Linked DNA regions of Danio rerio: region 2 is linked to region 1. A link is a contact called in public HiCAR-type data. All regions are on one chromosome and are shown on one strand. Each heading gives the region's core, a stretch centred on a gene start, on an enhancer-like site or on the middle of the called end of the contact. The rest is flanking DNA. Distances are from core to core; before and after follow the strand shown. Region 1 has its middle 48 kb from the start of smad3a. Region 2 holds the start of smad3a (SMAD family member 3a).

What was found. HiCAR-type assays count read pairs that join an accessible place to other places.
Region 2: a contact with region 1 is called in a HiCAR-type map of caudal fin, with 6 times the contacts expected there. The contact joins the promoter of smad3a here to the enhancer-like site in region 1. A contact is called at or near these places in 12 of 18 Hi-C or Micro-C datasets (caudal fin, embryo, fibroblasts and 4 more) and 1 of 4 datasets of contacts at active chromatin or transcription factors (caudal fin).

Annotation. Positions count from the first base shown.
Region 1 is chr7:34,177,518-34,181,594 of GRCz12tu, reverse strand. No RefSeq gene overlaps it. Among named protein-coding and RNA genes, the nearest start is that of smad3a, 48 kb to the left of the region's middle. Within about 2 kb of position 1,519, at least 5 of the 62 cell types and tissues checked have an H3K27ac peak or open chromatin away from gene starts, as enhancers often do. A contact at or near this core is called in caudal fin, where this site is marked.
Region 2 is chr7:34,224,566-34,228,392 of GRCz12tu, reverse strand. smad3a (SMAD family member 3a) reads left to right here and starts at 1,300. Exons shown (of 9, transcript NM_131571.2): 1 at 1,300-1,702. The coding sequence starts at 1,500.

The sequences.
Region 1 (4,077 bases), core at 270-2,769:
TTGTGAGTCGTTTTTTTTTTTAAAGAGATTGTTGTGGTCGCTAATAAATCATTAACAGAAACAGAAATTAAAAAGATCTATCTATCTATCTATCTATCTATCTATCTATCTATCTATCTATCTATCTATCTATCTATCTATCTATCTATCTATCTATCTATCTATCTATCTATCTATCTATCTATCTATCTATCTATCTATCTATCTATCTATATCAAGCATATATATGAATGACAAATTTATTCGTACAAACACTTTCTGAAATAAAGGTACAAAAGCTGTCTGTGTGGCATATGGTCCATGTTGATACCTTCAAAAGAGTACCTTTGTAAAAAGTACCACCACAGTGGCTGTTTTTGTACCTGTAAGTCAGTGACAGCAGCACGACAAAGCTTACGTTTAAGCCCTGATGCATTGAGTAAGTGGGTTGTCCAGGGTTGGGCCGCTCAGGGGTGTGATCTTTGTAAATATGTCTGATAAATGGATTATGCATGCCTATTTTCTGAAATTCATGCCATTTGTACTGTAGACTCTATTTTGCTACCAAATATTTTTTCAGAATGCTCTTACCTCTGTGTTTGTAAGCGTTGAGTAGGGGTGGGATTGGGGCTGTGTACTGCTGGCAGGTTTTTGTAATGTTAACCCTGTATTTTTATACGTCGGATGCTCGTAGGATATGGAGAAGGGCTTGATGAAGGGAAAGGTCACAGTGGGCTTTGTGAAAGCCAGATCATGTACTTGTGATCAGTGCTCTTTGCATGCCGTCTCAAATCTCTGGTCTCCCAAGGAATCATGAGAGAAAGTTGCGTTGACGGTAGAAAAGATGTCTGACATCTGCGTGCATTAATGTTCATAAGGACTGTTGTGTGCTTTAGACGCTCTATGACTTTACTTTGATAAAGTTATTGTATGAATTGGATTCCTTGAAATGCATTTGAAACCTCTTAATGTCATCCTGTATAGACAAAACAGAAGGTACTGGTATTATTCAGGAAATGATTTATTGTCTATAAGTAAACACATGTTTTCTTTGAGAGGAAAAAAAATCAAATCTCAAATTCTTTTCAACAAATTGTTGAATAAATTTTAAGTAATGTGCATTTATTGTGCTTGTGTTCAACTTTCACGTTCATCGACTTTGTGACTTAGTGGTGATTGTTGTGCTTGACATGTTAGATTTCTTCTTTGTACAAGTATATAATCTTTATCATAATTTCTCTTCATCTTTAAAGGTTGTCAAGAGAAACAATATTGTTTGTTATTGTTGTACTTTTAATAAATATGTAAATGAAAAAATGCTTTCTCTTTTGATTTTGTTCATGTACACACACTGTCTTGTTCTGCTTATTTTATGACAATGCCATAAAAATGCAATGCTAGGATACAGATACATTAGCCTGGCCTGTGACCTAGCGCGTACATTTTTCACTTGCTGAAAAAATGAAAGCTTTCTTTGTTCAGAAGACCCTAAGGGCAGGGAGGCACTGGAATTTCGGTAAACCACACATACGTCTTCGCTAAATGTTTGTTTATCAGTAAACGGAGGTTAAAGAGTGGAACAACCTGCTCACATTGAAGTTGTCCAGGTGTTTGGTGACTTTAGTGAATCACCTGGTGCAAATGGTAAATGATGCATGGACCATAGATGTACATACATAGATGCCTCATTAGCAGCTGTTTGTATGGGCAGTTAGATGTAAGCTGTGCACCATATTGTAAAAGTCAAAGTCAGTCTGTGATTACTTTAGAGCAGGGCTGGATTTAATTAATAAGCGAGGTAAGCGGCCGCTTAAGACCCCAGGAAATCTTGGGGCCCCCAATAAATATCTAGAAGTATAAATTATACCTATAAACTATATATAACATTGTTTTTGATCGTATTTTGTATGGTGAGTCAAACTATTTAAATTGTAACGCAATTAAATATAATTTACTATAACTTAAAATATAATGTTATTATATTCATTTAATGTCATGTAATAATAATATTCAAAAATAAAATATTACATCTGCACAAATTTGTCCACTACCCCCATAGAGCGGTCCAACAGTCAAATTTTATATATATATATATATATATATATATATATATATATATATATATATATATATATATATATATATATATATATATAATAATTTTTAGTTGTAAATTAATTTTAAGGAAACTAATCATTTAAAAAGTAGAGATTGCATTAAGATAGAACATAGCTTATGTGATATTAAAAAAAAACATCTTAATAAATAGAAATTCAATATAAGTATAAAGCGTGCATTTTAGGACTGTTGGGCCCCACAATGTTCCTAAACACCATTAAAATGCGCTGGTTTTAACGGGTGTCAATTTTTTCTAATTATTCTTCTTTTGGAAACTTTAAGGCATCTGTGATAGCCTAGATTATATAGTTTTTTTTTTTTTTTTTTTTTTTTAGCAGAGGAATAAAAAAGAATTAAGATGTCTGTGAGATTATACTTTGCATAGGGAAAATAACATGTATAATTAATCACTTTAATTACATTTAGTTGCGTTGATTCATTTTGCAGCTCTAGTGGATTTGTTTACTCCGTATCAACTGAACTGTAAATAAACATTAAATAAAAGTAGAAAGAGTGCATTTTAAGACTGTTGGGCCCCATGGCTGGAACTGCTTAGGGCTCCAAATCACTAAATCTGGCCCTGCTTTAGATCAAGATCGTTCTTTAATCATAGTTATCCACTTGTGTGAATATCTATCATTTTAATTGTTTAAAATACTTGTGGACACTTTTTAATCCCCTCACACATGCATTCATCAACATGTGTCTGTTGTATTTGCTGTCTTCAGTAGTATGTTGTTCTTGTTCTCTTTTTTTTTCTGAGTGTGAAAACTTTGTGGACAAACTACACCTTGTTTACACCTTGTGGGACTCTGAACAGTGAAAAAATTGTTTAATAAAAACTTACTTCATATGGTAACACCTAAAATAATTTGGTTATGTCAGCTATTTTTTCCAATGCACCAGGTTTTATTAAAATTATTATCAAATAAAGATTTTTCACTATTGTTGACTACTTAGAATTTAAGTAATGCAAAAACAATTGAATGTGCAAGTGGTCAAGTGGTGCACTCACAGCACTGTACATACTGCTCTGATAATGAAATTTGGTTAACAATTTAGTAACAGTTTAAACAAAAAAAGTTACCATAGTTCAAAAATCTGTAATATTGAGCTGCATAAACAAATACTTGAAGAGGTATTTTGGAAAACCCACAGATTTTACATTACATGTTGTTTAGCATTTAAAGATGCATCAGTGTGTGTGAAGCAGACGTATGAGATGTATACATAGCCCATACTGTATATGCAATGGCAAAAAAATTATTAAAATCTTTCCTCAAACAAAATGATTTCTCATGTGCAAACCATGTCAAATGTAAATCAAGACTAGAGCAGAAAAGGGGGAGTTCACCAAAAAAATTAAAATGTAGTTTACTGTTTGCTCACCTTCAAGTGGTTTCAAACTTTTGACTTTTTTCTCCATGTAAACTAAAAATAAGATATTTGAACAATGTTAGAAACTGGTAGTGATGGACATTTATAGTAGGAAAAGAAATACTATAGAAGCCAATGATTACAAGTTTCCAATACTCTTCAAAATATCCTCACTTGTGTCCAAAAGACAAAAAACAAACAAAACAAAAATGGGGTAAATATTAGTTTTTTTATTTTTTATTTTGGGTGAACTATCCACATTTATTCCCAGAGATGGGTTGCGGCTGGAAGGGCATCCGCTGCGTAAAAACCTGCTGGATAAGTTGGCGTTTCATTTCACTGTGGCGACCCCGGATTAATAAAGGGACTAAGCCGACAAGAAAATGAATGAATAAACCATATCCACATTTATTATATATATTTATATGTTAATTTTATCAATTTTCCTTCAGCTTATAGTCCCTTATTTATCAGGGGTAGCCACAGCAGAATGAATCACCAACTATTTGTTTTATGCAGCAGATGCCCTTCCAGCCGCAACCCATTACTGGGAAGATAGTTAAATGTATTGATTATTATTTATAATAATTAAAATAAATTATT
Region 2 (3,827 bases), core at 51-2,550, 47 kb before region 1:
TGAATGTAACAGCTGGCCCTTGGCTGCACACACTTCTCTTGACATTTCTGACCCAAACTCCCTTCGGCATATGTCCATGTGTGCGTTTGTGTGTGTATGTGTGTGTGTGTGTGTTAAAGATAGCAGTCTGTGATCACAATATAAGTCAAACACAAACATTCAAGATAAACAATTAAAGGGGGGAAACAAAGCCATCACATTAGAATAACTAAAAATTTAAAAGTAAAAGAGTAAACTTAGTATAATGTAATCCACCTCATATGTATTAGCTAAATACAATCTACCCATCCTCAAAAAGTGTTGTTTTTTGAGACTTGCATTTTGGGATTTTGAGCATTTACTACAACATTAGGGACGTACATGATTAATTGTTGTTGTCATGCACAGGCAAGGCTGCTGCATACTCAGCGTTGTATCTTTCATCCCCACTCCCTCACTAAAAAAAGCAGGCCATGCCCAGTATCAGATTAATTAAACACTGTATGCTGCGTTTGGTGGGATCCCCTTCTCACACAGACAGTGCTATGCTGAAAGAAAAAGTGGGGGTGGAAAAGGTAGAAGGAAGAAAAGTGAACATCTTTACTCTTTTGAGAATTAAAGTGTAATTACTTTTACTGAGTCTGTAAATGATAAGCAAGGTTTTGTATAACCCGTTTCCTGTGTGTCACTGTGGTTATTGGGCGGGTTTTATGAGTGTTTACAATAGCACAGGAGGAAGGGGACAATAAAACTTCAGAAGGTTCAACTCAATCCTGTCTTAAATAGATGACATGGTTCCTAAATCTATAGCATATTGTTCATCTTATTGTGTATGTACAGAACTATTTTGTTGATGTCAAATGCTACCCTCATGAAGGGGCCACCATAAAATATGCTTTATCAAGATATCAGTATATAAAGTCGTCATTTGGTGTGGCTGTACACATTTGCTAAACATATTCTGCACATATTTCTAAAGCACTTTGAAACTGAAACTTTTAAATGATCAGAGCACTGAGTGCAGTCAGCTTCAGTAACGTTACGTCAGAGAGCCGCAGCACGCAGAACAGCGGAAGACTTTAGATTTAAGTAAACCTCACTTTCTAAAATATTAATGCTCAGGAACTGACTGCATATTAGTCACAGATGAGGTATTATATTTTTTAAATTAAATGAATCTGTTTTAATTACCAGCAGAAAGTGTTGTGCTGACCGGATGCAGAGGAACTATTTTTTACGCGGAGTGATCTGAACGGCCTGGCAGCGGTGTGTGGCGCGAGCTATGCCTGACGATCTCAAGGGACAGACAGACAGAGAGAGCTGTGCTGAGCGCTGAACTTGAGACCGTGTCTCAGTCACGTCTCAAGTCCCTCTCACTTTTCTTCATATTATTCCCATGCTCTAATCAGTTTACTTTGACACAAAACCTTCGGATTACGCTGAAGATAAAAAGTATCCCTAATTTCCCTCCGAGTTGCGTGAGAGACTGCGCAATAGAGGAACGCTGAACTGAATTCAACATGTCAATTTTACCTTTCACTCCGCCGATCGTCAAGAGGTTGCTGGGCTGGAAGAAGGGAGAGCAGAACGGACAGGAGGAGAAATGGTGCGAAAAGGCCGTTAAGAGTCTAGTGAAGAAGCTGAAGAAGACGGGACAGCTGGACGAGCTAGAGAAAGCCATCACAACTCAGGATGTCAACACCAAGTGCATCACAATACCGCGGTGAGTGCCATTAAAAACATCCTCGACTTTACTTAGAGAAGCATCGGGTTGTGACGATTGATTTTAGCAGAACCCGTCCGGACAGTCTCAAACTGAAGCTAAACACCAGCACGGCGAAGTTGAAGAAAAAGCCCAGCAGAGGCTCTTTTATTGTGAAATCAACTCTTGTGTTTCTCATATCACGTTAATTCATAAACCGCGTCTCATTACTGTAACGTTATGTGCTGCAGCTCGTATCTCGCTCTCTGATCAAATTCCGACACTCCAGTTGATTTATTTCAACTTTATTCTCTCATGTGCTTTCACAAACACACATTTGCCTTGCCTGAGGTTGTCATTTACTGTCTGATGAGGTTATATAACAGCCCGACCTTAATCTGAGGAGCGCTGTAGCTGCTGTATCTGGGCTAAACGATGTGTTGCGATGTTTGTGTTTTAAGTTATATTTTGGTTGGTTGGTGCATATATAAGACATTTGGTACTTATTATTTTTCTTCATTAGAGTGTACATGTGGACGGGGTTGTTGTATGAATTGTATTGTTGTTATTATTATCCCTCTGAGTTTTGCAATGGCTGGTTAATCCTGTTATGTCACAGTGCGATGCTGGCCAACTGCCCACAGGTCTTGCCCGTATGGTCCACTCGAGGGTTGCCCACAAGCCTTTACACTCAGCAGACCTTTAGTTTCAAGAGGCATTTCAAGCTTCAGCCAATATAGAAAAACATTGGTTTACTTGTTTGAGTTGTATATATTACACATAGCCAGTTATTATAGAAGTTCATTTGGTTTTTCATATGCATTCTGAAAAAAAAAAAAAAAAAAAAAAAAATATATATATATATATATATATATATATATATATATATATATATATATATATATATATATATATATACACAGATTCAGTAGATAATCAGCTAGAAGTTCACTTGGATTTCATCACAAATTAATATATAGCCAATTAAACCAACAGATCTTAGGGGATTATTTGTTAACTTTAATGATACAACTATGTTGTTCCTCATCTTTTGTTTGGTGCCAAATCTCCTGAAAGTAGGGCTGTGATTTGGCCTAAAATCAAAATCTCGGTTAATTTATCATTTCAACTCGATTACAATTAATGAACGATTATTAATTAATTAATTTATTAATTTATTTATTTTTGCCCTCATAGTTCACTGACGGGTTTTGTACAGTAAATATGCTCACATATTACAGGTAAGAGATTTCTTACCTGTAATAAAGGGTGAATGAAGGCTGTAATGAAGGGTGCATTACTTAATTTTAAAATAACTGAAGGAAACACACATGATCTACTGTCTATGATTATTTATTGAACATCAACGTTGAACAACTGAAACTAAAACACACACTGCACAGGTGTGGGGTATGCTATCGCGCAATGCTGCGTGTGAGTTGGATGCACAGGTTTACATCAGCCTTAACTCGCGCGTGTGACTCCACACACAATAGGGAAAGTAATTGAAAAAATTGACCTGGAAAAATTTCGATTATAGATTCTGAATGTCGATTTCGATTACTTTTCGATTAATTGCTCAGCTCTGACGGTGACAAGAATAGTAAATGCTGTATAAAATAAACAATCATGTCATTGGGATTGTAACATCCATCTCATCTGTTGTCTTTATATTATATTATTTAAACACAATAATATTCAATTTTATAAATGTGAATACTTTTATTCTGCAAGAATGCTTTTGAATGAATCAAAAGCTAAATAGAAATGTTAAAAAGGATTTCTCTTACATATAATTGCTATTCTTTTGAACTGTACAAGTATCTAAGAATAATTTTTCTTAGACTACGGGTCATCTAAGTTAAAAGGGATTAAAAGTGACAAAAACAGCTAAGATAAAGGCCTTATGTGAAAGTTAAACCAGATGGATGTGTATGATGAGTGTAATTCATATGTACTGAGTGTAAAAAGTAAAGGAATTCATGCCATATTGGTAATTAAATCAGGTTACCAAACTCCCCAGACCAGTGTCTGTTTTTTAAAATTGAAGCATCCTCTTGACTGGAAATGTTCTTGTGATGGCAGTCACAGTATGTAACAGTTTTTTATCTTTATGATGGAATTTAATCTGGAATTAAATCTCAAT